Linked DNA regions of Mus musculus: region 1 is linked to region 2. The links are chromatin contacts, called in public Micro-C maps. All regions are on one chromosome and are shown on one strand. Each heading gives the region's core, a stretch centred on a gene start, on an enhancer-like site or on the middle of the called end of the contact. The rest is flanking DNA. Distances are from core to core; before and after follow the strand shown. Region 1 holds the start of Cxcl3 (chemokine (C-X-C motif) ligand 3). Region 2 overlaps Rassf6 (Ras association (RalGDS/AF-6) domain family member 6).

Region 1 (5,356 bases), core at 523-3,022, 180 kb after region 2:
CCAAATAAACAAGAGAATTATTTACTCAAATTTTCATTTTTATAGACAAACTGAGTGTGATGACAAAATAATTCAGTGATATATCTTTCTCACCACACACACACAAACACACACAGACAGCACACAGACACACACAGAGACTCACACACAGATACAAATACAGACATATGCACACGCAAACAGACACATATAATACAGACACACATACAAATGCATACAAACACGTATACAAATGCGCCACACATGAGATACACACAACCATACCACATACAAGACACACACAAACATACCACATACAGAGACACAAACACATACAAACACACACAGACACCAAGAAACACACACACACACACACATGCGCGCAAAAGTGTACCTTCCAGTAGAATATACATGGCCATTTCAATTTTTTAGTAAATCTTTGAGTAACTGTTTTAATTTATAACTTTTCAACATTGTTAAATAAGGTGTTGTAATGCCTGTAACACCAGTGCTTGAATGGGTGGCCCAGCAATTCTACCTCAAGTTCAAGGTCATCCTAGACTGTACAGTAAGTTTCAAGCCAGGTTGGATAGAGAGATCCTGCCTCAATCAATCAATCGATCAATCAATCAGTCAGTCAATCAGCCAGCCAACCAACCAATCCTTTAATCATTTTTTTTGAAAAGTCAGCCACACTTACCGTAGCTTGAGAATGGCACGTTTCCACCTCCATAAGTAGCTGGTGCCGTTTGGGTGTGTTTCCTGTGAGGAACTGGAGCCCTGGGGATGGGTAGGGAAGGAAAGGGGAGGCGAAAAGTACTGGGGTACACATACTAGCCTTAACAGTGCACACCTTCTTAGCCTTAGTGTCTAGCGCACTCTCCAGCACACCACCTCACCCTTGACCAAGGTTCTTGTTTGGTGGTGTTCTCTGAGCAGCAGTCACAATCAGGAGTTTCAGATGCTGAGGTTATGGCCTTGACATGAACGCTCTGCTCTAGGGTATGCCTCTCCATCTTAAAGGCAGTTACTAATAGCTTTTGTCAACGAATAAGAAAGAAATCGGAGTGAAAGAAAACCCAGAGAACACACGTTAGATTTTATTTTTCTTTCATGGAAGGAATTATGGCATAGAGGCAGGATCTCTCTCTCTCTCTCTCTCTCTCTCTCTGTGTGTGTGTGTGTGTGTGTGTGTGTTTGTGTGAAAATGTCAAAATACAACAAATCAAACAAATTATTAGGTGTCTAAGTTTCTAGCTTTGAAAGCTCACCGAAAACAACAATAAAGACAGAGGCAGAAAGGATGTATTCACAAGAGGACTGGGTACAAACCTCAGGTCTCCCAGCTCTTTCTGAGCTGCAAAGCCTTCACCCACAACTGTCACTTCATTATTTTTCTCTATTGGCCTCTCGCCACCCAGTGGCGGATTTCTACCTTCAACCTCTTCCCTCTTGCTCCGGTGTTTTGGAGTCTCTGCACCAAAGGTCACCCCACAGGATGTTTCTCCAGCGCAGGCACACTTGCTGTCCTTGGTGGTGGGGTGGGGTGGAATGGGGAGTAGGAAAGGGGGCATTTGAGACAGGACTCATCTCAGGGTCCCACAGTGGGCAAGAAGCGAAGGAAGGGAACCAGTAGCACACGTGTGTCCTCTACACACTCATCAAGAGCCCGGGGGTGGGGCCCTATCTTCCTTCTGAGACAGGGACCTGGAGCTGCGGGGGGAATTTCCCCAGCCCGGGCTCGGGCTCTTCCAGTCATCATGTATAAAAGGGGTTCGCAGGGCCCTGGAGCCCCAGATCTCACCACAGCCCTTCGCACCAGCTCCCGCGCTCCAGACTCCAGCCACACTCCAGCCTAGCGCCATGGCCCCTCCCACCTGCCGGCTCCTCAGTGCTGCACTGGTCCTGCTGCTGCTGCTGGCCACCAACCACCAGGCTACAGGTGGGATTCGGATTCGAGGCTGATGTTTCTGGGGAAGCCTCAGGTGGGCGCAGCCATCCCCAGCCCCTCTGACCCGGTGTCTTCTCCTACAGGGGCTGTTGTGGCCAGTGAGCTGCGCTGTCAGTGCCTGAACACCCTACCAAGGGTTGATTTTGAGACCATCCAGAGCTTGACGGTGACGCCCCCAGGACCCCACTGCACCCAGACAGAAGTCATGTGAGTGTCTCCCTGGATAGCCTCTACCATGGCCAGAATAGCCCAGATGCTCCTGCGGCCCCAAGCTCACCCCAGCAGAACCTCGAGCCTTAATAACGATCCCTACTTCTCTGTGCAGAGCCACTCTCAAGGATGGTCAAGAAGTTTGCCTCAACCCCCAAGGCCCCAGGCTTCAGATAATCATCAAGAAGATACTGAAGAGGTGAGTGGTGCTTTGTTTGCACGTGATAACCCTCATCAGAGTACTGGCTTCTATCTCTCGAGAATCTTATCAGGGAAAGTCACAGAACTACAATAGTGATTATTATCTTTACAATTATAATAATTGTTTTTGATAATTAATTAGCCTACTGTGGTGCCTGAAGGATTTTTCCAGGATCTTTTATCCCTACCTGGAGCCTCTTTCTATCGCATAAGAGGGAGATAGCACTGCTTTTTAGAACATTCTCATCTGCCTTGGCCTCCCAATCCTAGTTAGTTCTAAAAAGCAGGTCCGTGGTGTTTGGAAACAGGTTCTAATTTTTAATATTTAGTGAGGAAAAGCAGAGATTTTGCAGTGGCTCAGTATATATATATATATATATATATATGTGTGTGTGTGTGTGTGTGTGTGTGTGTGTGTGTGTGTGTGTGTGTAATATCAAAACTTTGATTATATATAATCAAAACTTATTATCTATTTCTTTCTGGAAATTTTATCTTGAAACTTAATAAAAAAAAATAGTAGCGCTTCATAAGTTAAGTGAGACCTGGTGTGACAGACAATCTGCTTCAACAGCTTTCGTTTTTTGAGACCCCAGGTCCCCTGTTCATCTCTGTCCTGTAGGAGAGCATCCGCAAGCCTGAGGTGTTTGCTCTGTGGCACAGGCATCACAGGCCAGGGTCCTTAGGGCAGGCTGTCCTCAGAAAACCCAGGAGAATGAAGGATGCTGTGCACCTAATAAAAACATCTTACTTCTCACGACAGCGGCAAGTCCAGCTGAGCCGGGAAAGGAGGAAGCCCCTCACCATGATGAAGGACCTGCATTCTAAATCAGAGAAAAGCGATCCATCCCAACGGTGTCTGGATGTGTCTTTACCTGCTTGTTTTTAACAACTCCTGAGAGTTCATACCTATTTTATTTCACATGTAAAATAACTACGGGTATAATTGCATCTACTTGCAAGATGGCATCTTATTTAATGTTTATTTAATATCAAGTCTAAGTTTAACCAAGCCTATTCTTAACTTGAAGGTTAGAGATTTTCAGATTCTGTTAGGGAGTTATATTGCTATTTCTGAGGCAGTATTCCTTGGCTGGCCATTTTGGTGGCAGCTGTGATAGTCAAAAAACAGACAAACAAGGTCATGCCGGTGTAGGAAGAATGCATGTGCACATCTAGTTTTGTAACTATACAAGATTATCAGTTGTTATTTATTGAAATGGTCTTACGGTGTCACATGAAATATCAACTTTGTGTTAAAGCTTTAAGAATTATAATGCATTATATATTTCTTAGACATTTTAAGTGATTTTTTAAAAATAAGGCACAGTGACTATTTAATGCCTTTATGTCTTAGAATGGAGAAGTTTAAATATTTATTGGTATTTTTACAAATAATTTGAAAATAAAATATTTTAAAATAATGCTTGTTCCATTTCCTTGGAGGGCCTGTTGCTTAAGGTTAATCCAATGAGTTACCTCGGCGTTTCTCAAGTTTTCTTCCTCCTCACCACACAGTCAGCTAAAAAAGCAAATCACAGTCTAAGTCATGGCTCTGTTCATGTGGTAGTGGCTTTTGCTCCCCACCCAAGAGTGTAATTTTCCCAGTGCTGACTCAAGAGAATTTCGACCTCTCCACTCTAGTTCCAGGGCATCTGATGCCCTCTTCTGGCCACCAAGGGCAACAGGTACTCATATGGTACACAGACAAACATGTAGGCTAATCATCCATATATACATATATGTGTGTGCGTATATATGTATATGTATAAATATGTGTGTATATGTACATACACACATACATAAATACACACACATAGATAGGTAATTTCTATCTTACTATGTATGAAATTACTACCCATTTTAATGCTCTAATTCTTTGCATCAATATGAAAAATATTGGTATACACATGGTATATACATTGGATTTGACTATATTGGCCTCATCTTTCTTTGTGGCAATTTAGACCTTGAAAGAAAGCCTTAGAATAGCCTGTGTACAAAGATGCTCAGGATGGAAGCTACACTATAGTTTCTAAGGACATATTTGTGTGAAAAAGAAAACATGACAGTCATCTAAAGCTAAACTCCAAATCTGGGAATGCGAGTTGTTTGTGTGTGGACCTACGAAGCACCTGCTTGTTTCCTATTTGGGGATTTAGGACTCATTAGGAAATCCTGGATTTGGGTAGAGGCAAGGACCGGAAGCCTGAGTATTTGAGATCTTTCAACTTGTTCCCAGTATCCGAATTAATAAGGCTGTGAGCGGCAAGAAACAAGCTCTGTGGGCTGCCCATACACACTCACACAGGAGAATGAAGAGTTGAAAGTTGTAATAATCTCTTCATCTCCAAGAATACTGATTACAAATGATTCTGGAAGGTAGAAAAGTCTAGGAACTAAACAGAAATAAATGCACGGGGACCCGACTAGAAGCTCCCTCCACAACGCTACCATCCTCTCCCTGACTCGGAGTGACTGGATACAGGAAAAGGGAGCCTATAGCTTCAGTGGAGCCATAATTCATACCTAAGACCCTCCTCCAACACTGGATCTTGTCCTTCCGGCTGCTATGTCCTCGCCAGCAGTAGTCAACATAGGACACAGGAAGGAAAAAAAAAAAAAAACTGGCTAAAACTAGGTTTCAAAGAATCAGATTGACTTCGGGTTTGTCGACGGTCTTATCACAATCTTGGCCAACTTTCTTGATTAAGAATTGGGACACAGGATGTGAGGTGGAGGTCACTAGTTGAAGGTAGCAGGAAATGAAAATGTTGCAACAGAACTATTTCTTTAGCCTGGTTACCGGAAACACTACGGCATGGATGGGGCTCCTGAGTAAGGTTTGAGAGAGGTTGGGGGGAGGGGGCTGATACCACCCTGCCTTGGGAGTGTTCCAGAGGAACCCTCCTGAGACTACCAGAAATAGCCAAAGAGTCACCAGGGATGCCAGAGGTGAAAGCTCACAGCAGCACAGTGTGGCAACCCTGGGAAACAAATGGTTCCCTTCTCTAT
Region 2 (5,449 bases), core at 2,917-5,416:
TTTCAAGGATTACATTCCTCAGATATAACATATGATTCAAAGAGTAATTTCTTCATGAGACTGAAAGGCAGAAGGCAAATGGTATAACAGCTATATGAAATCTCAGGGTTTTTTTTTTTTCTTTCCCTCAAATATTGATATCAGTGACTCAACCCTAACGTATTAAATACCAGTGAGCGTACAAATGGATGGAGCTGAAGGTTTCCTTTCTAACTACTCTATCCTATCACATGTTTCCCATGTTCATACTTAAACATAGTAGTTAAACCTGCCAATTCTCCCCTTCATCAGCCGCCTCGCTCAGGGCATGCCTCCCCTTCAGCTTCTCACACCAATCACAGCCTGCAACTACTTTCCACAGTAATGCCGGCTAACTGAATACTTCAGAGTCCTGAGGTAATAAAATATATTTGGGGTGGCTTTTATATTTTTGTGGGGGCAGTTGATGTTAAGTGAAAAACCTAGCAAAATTTCTAGCTACTGGATCAGACTTGTGAATAAAGAGAAGAATGCACAGTTGAGTTTATGAGTGTTTTAGATAGTTAACTCAAGAACTGATTATCCATTTTATTGAGCATATCCTATATATAATACATAGTATGAAATACAAAAAGTACAACTGTAAAATGCAACAGACTCTATGATTAATAACTATGGTATGATATCTGGGGTTTAATTTTAGTTCATATGTAACTGACAAAGACATATTTGGATCGCCTAAAACAAGGAAATAACTTTTTTTTTCTTTTGACAAAACATCTATGGTCTTGCACCATGCAAAACCAGCTGAAATAGATTTGGCCTTAGAAACCGCATTAGTTATCCAGGTCCGTGCAGCCATCTTAGCAGTTAGCCACACAGCACAGCTAAGGTTTCTGATCTCACGGTTTCTGAAGACCAGGACCCCAGGGAATGGTTTTCTGGCTCAGAGTTGCTTAGGAAGTTGCACCGAAGGTGTTAGGAAGATAAGTTCTGGCCTTTGAAGTCCAGATATTCACGTCTGAGAGAACCGATGTTCCAGAGCTCTCCAGAGGAGCGACTGCTGGCTTTCCATAAACAGGTGCAGCAGAGCCCCATCAAACAGGCTTTCCCGGTGGGCTCAGGCCATCACATGCCTGAGGAAGAGACCCAGCAGAGCATTCAGGGAGCCTTAGCAACTCTGAGGCACACGCTCTCCCTTCTGCTTTGCTCTGTCCCTTAGCACTCCTAGATGCTGAAAGCATGTGATAAGCACGTGATGTGATTAGCTTGCCGGATCAATCATTCCACATCCTCCCCGACAGCATCACATTAGATGACACACTTTTCCAATTGTCTCTCAATTAAAAATAAAAGGCAATCATTATGTTTAGCTGATTTGCAGAAGGATTTTGGGAGATGGGAAAGACTTGTTAAATCTCACAAAGCTAAGGTCTGACTAATTAAAAATATCTAGTGGGAATCTATTCTTGCATGGACTTCTTACTCTTTGTGGATAACTTTCATGCAGCTTACTTTCTTTCCTGATTGAAATGCATTATTGTATAATTTTCAACAAATATAAAAAGTTGGAGAAACACGAATCACAAATAATTCTATAATCTATACATAACTTGTTTTGAGTTTGTGAGTGGATACACAGCATTAGTGTGCAAATACACAAATAATAACCTAATGGATGAGTATTTTATGATATGATTATATATTCTTATATTTATAAAGAAAATTTAGCTCTACTATTAAAATATAATTTTAATGACTGCAGCATCAGCACAGTAAACAACTTTGAAGAAAGCCTTTGTATCTCTGATGCCCATATAACATCTTATAAATAGAATTATAAATAAATTATAGGATAAATTTAACATCTAACTCGTGCTTAAAGGGGGAAAAACATTTGCTGCAGCAAACATTGTCACTATCTGCCGAATAGTTTAATCTTTGCTAGGGATCTTGTTGCACTGATATGGTAGCTTTTATTTTCTCTGCCCAAATTCAGTTTGAAATCGGCCCTGGGTGGTGGGGGTTCAGAAGTTTCCTTTGCAGCTTACACAATATCATATGTTGCCAGCAGAGGGCGTACTGTAAAAACATAGCCGTTGGAGGTCTTTGAGGCTTCCATGGCTCCTGGAGACCAGATTTTTCCTTCTTCACCCTTTATCCCGTGTTTTCCCCAGTGCTAGCAGCCTGTGAGGTGCAGAGCTCTGCGGTTCTGTTTACCTGGTCCATTTATCCAGTTTTTGATTCAGGCAGTGGTGGTATAACTAGAACCCAGTGTAGGTCAGATCACTAGCCAGAATCCTCGTGTCTATATTTAGTCCTCATCTCTACGAACACTCAAAACAGGGCTGTGTGAGGCTGGCTTTGCCAGGTACCCATTAGAGCTCTATTTCTATCTTTTCTGTTGCCGTCCTATCATAGTTAAATAATTCTTCATGCTAAACTCACTTTATGTGACTGCACGGTTTCTCTCTAGTGATTTGAACTGATGATGCAGTTGGTCATTGTTGAATATGATACTTGGAATACACTTAGTAGTTATTTGCATTTCTCTCCTATGAGTTTTCATACCATCTTCCCTTTCCTCTGTAAGGCTTGCTGGGCTTTGTACATAATTTGTATGTATACATATATCTCATTTTGAGATAGGGCCTTATTTAAGGCACAGGTTGGCTTGGAGCTTACTAAGCAGTCTGCACTGGCCTGGATTTATAGAAATATTCCTTCCTTCACCTCCTGAGGGTAAGATTTCAAGGATATGCCATCATACCTGGGTAGGTTTTCCAATATATTACGATCTTTTGGTCCATTCTTAGTGAGATGAAACCATTCCTTTCTTGATCAATAGGCAAAACATTAGAAATGTAAGATTTCATTTCAACCAGTGAGGTAGGCTTCCCTGGACACAAAGGCCACACTGTTGCTATCCTGTCAGCCAGATTCCGACTCCGAGTTCTGGCGATGCTGACCATGATTAACTCACTGTTAGAACTGTTCCACAATTTAATGTTGATAATACAACCTCACCGTAGTACAGGTAACCCGACTGAACAATGTCAGACGAAATTCAAATGGAAGTCATTTGGGGATAGAAGAATATTGATTAAACCTCCTTGTTGATATAAGTTTACAAATAAAACCCCATAGTATTTTTGCTTTTCCAGGTGGGATTAGCAGACCTGTGAGACCCTGAAGAGGGTCTTATACAACAGCAAGGATGCTGTGATGTCCTGCCTGGCTCAGCTATAGTAGCATGGCTTTATCTGCAGGAATCTTCTGCAACAGTGACACATTTGCGGTAAGATGCATTTGCGGTAAGTCCTCTCCTAGCAAACACAGTATACTTTATGTTTGTGGTATATATTTGTTTACAAGGGTAAAGAAAGATAATGACTATAATCCCTTTTTAAAGACATTTAAAACAGCTTGGATGTTATCAGTTAGTTGCACAGAAGGGTGTGGGGACAAATGAAGGGCATGAACAATCAGAGTTTAGGTTTTTTTTAATAATATTTGTTTATTTATAACATATATAGCTGTTTTGCCTCCCTCTGTGTCTGTGTGCCCCGTGCTTGCAATGCCCACATAGGTGGGTACCAGATCCTCTAGGACGGGGGTTGCAGATAATTGCCAGTTGCCCTGTAGATGCTGGGAACTGAACTGGGGATTTCTGGAAGCGTAGTCAATGCTCTTAACCACGTAGCCATCACTCCAGCCTCGAGTTTAGGTTTCTTTACAAAAATCCAAAACCACTTTATTTTAAAAGGTCGGGTACTCTGATACTTCAGAGTTTAAAATCATCAGCCCTTGTAGATCTATTCCTAAATCTTATGAAAATGCTCAGATGTTTACACAGCTGTGAAACAGGGTCAGTTCAGATCGCTGATGGCTTGAGAATGTGTTTCTTGTTGACATCAGGAACTGGAAATGTTTACTTCCCGTCATTTATGAGTCATCAAGTATCTCGGCTCTTTTAAGAGCGCAAGATAAAACAAGCTTAAACCAGGTGATAAGAGCAGAGTCCACTTGAGTCTGAGCTCACCCGAGAACTTGCTATCGAGGACATTTGGAATGGGCAGTGTGCAGGCTTCCCTTCAGTTACTGAAATGAAGTCCCATCTTGCCTTAGTCCAACTCTGAACCGCAGCCAACCTCTGCATTTCAAAGAGGAAGCAGGCTGCTCGGCATTCGTTCGTCCAAAGCTTCAGAGCCATGCATATTAGGATGCAGAGCAGACCACACACGGATTCTGCAGTGCTCCCTCTAACTCCGCTGAGCAGGGCTTCTAGACTGTGGTCTCCGTTTTAGCTGCCTGTTTACTCTGTAGACACTTCAGGATAAAGGCCCTTTCGGTATTGAATCTGGAAAGGAGAGCAAGAATATAAAAAACTGGGTACCGGGAGGGCATGAAACCTACGGAAGGACGAAATATCCAGGGGTCCACTCTGGACTCACTTTGCCATAATTCTCTCAATCTCCATTTTCTCTTCTTCATCTAATCTTTGAAGGATGGATTCCAAGAAAGAAAAGTGAAAATTAATGTACGGAGCCACCTGGAAAGGAAAACAGGAGGTTTTAGGTTAAGAAGCACCCTGTCAGTGGGAGACGCGCAAGCGCAAACGCAAACGCAAACATGCAGAGACCACGGGCGCCCATACATCTCTGCTGATTTCTTCTGCATCTTTATCCATGAGGAAGATCCGAGCATTGCTTTTGGATGGTCCTTGTAGTAACCTCTGCAGCAGTGGGACATCGGTCTTCTTTAGCTTTCTCTGCTCTGCAAATGTATAAGGAATGGACCACAGTAAATGTTAATCCTAGACAAAGAAAAGAAGGCAATTTTGTCTTTTGGTCTTCCCTTGACTTGTTTTAGAGGCAATAGAGTCCAAGAACTCCCATCCTGCAAAAAGGAGAGCCATGCCCCATTACCCATGGTGAATACATTCCCAGACCCCAAGGAACATGTGACACTCTAATGGTATATAATGCCATATGTTCATCTATCTGTCCTATACATACATATACATACATATCTATAATCAAGTTTAATTTATAAATTAGTCAGAGTAAGAGGTAAGCATCACTAGTAACAAGATAGAGCAACCACAATATAATTTAATAAAACTGTCAGCGCTATTGCTTTTATACTTCTTTGAGAGCATTTACATCCCCTGCTGAAGTATTACCTGAAGACTAACACTATGGAGCCTCCATGGTGGACCTGCTAACTAAGCCGATACTAAGTGACTAATGGGCAGGTTGGATCTACGTGTGGATAAATCATCCCAGAAGCGGCAGTGAAGAACAGAACAAGCGTTCATCACTAGCTGATGGTACACATTTTAAAGCTTATGAATTGTTATTTCTGGAAACATTCATTCAATATTCTTGGACTATGTTTGACACTGGCTAACAGTAACCTTACATTTTAGATAAGAAAACATTTGTATCCATTGAAATTAAAAAGAAAA

Evidence for each region. A called contact is a pair of places that touch in the nucleus more often than the background predicts.
Region 1: a contact with region 2 is called in a Micro-C map of the G1E-ER4 cell line. The contact joins the promoter of Cxcl3 here to the enhancer-like site in region 2. A contact is called at or near these places in 18 of 39 promoter capture datasets (the 3T3-L1 cell line, 3T3-L1-derived adipocytes, the C10 cell line and 12 more), 1 of 15 datasets of contacts at CTCF or cohesin (the G1E-ER4 cell line), 43 of 484 Hi-C or Micro-C datasets (the 4T1 cell line, the AML12 cell line, the C10 cell line and 29 more), 4 of 115 datasets of contacts at active chromatin or transcription factors (acute myeloid leukemia, bone marrow-derived dendritic cells, microglia and 1 more) and 4 of 9 other capture datasets (adipose tissue, liver, macrophages and 1 more).

Annotation. Positions count from the first base shown.
Region 1 is chr5:90,784,329-90,789,684 of GRCm38.p6, forward strand. Cxcl3 (chemokine (C-X-C motif) ligand 3) reads left to right here and starts at 1,773. Exons shown (of 4, transcript NM_203320.3): 1 at 1,773-1,921; 2 at 2,014-2,137; 3 at 2,256-2,339; 4 at 3,105-3,765. The coding sequence starts at 1,843. The coding sequence ends at 3,120.
Region 2 is chr5:90,599,610-90,605,058 of GRCm38.p6, forward strand. It overlaps Rassf6 (Ras association (RalGDS/AF-6) domain family member 6), which reads right to left. Exons shown (of 11, transcript NM_028478.3): 9 at 4,637-4,755; 10 at 4,434-4,531; 11 at 3,467-4,339. The coding sequence ends at 4,264. Among named protein-coding and RNA genes, the nearest start is that of Gm42109, 17 kb to the left of the region's middle. Within about 2 kb of position 4,167, at least 32 of the 459 cell types and tissues checked have an H3K27ac peak or open chromatin away from gene starts, as enhancers often do. A contact at or near this core is called in the G1E-ER4 cell line, bone marrow-derived macrophages, colorectal tumor organoids and 1 more, where this site is marked.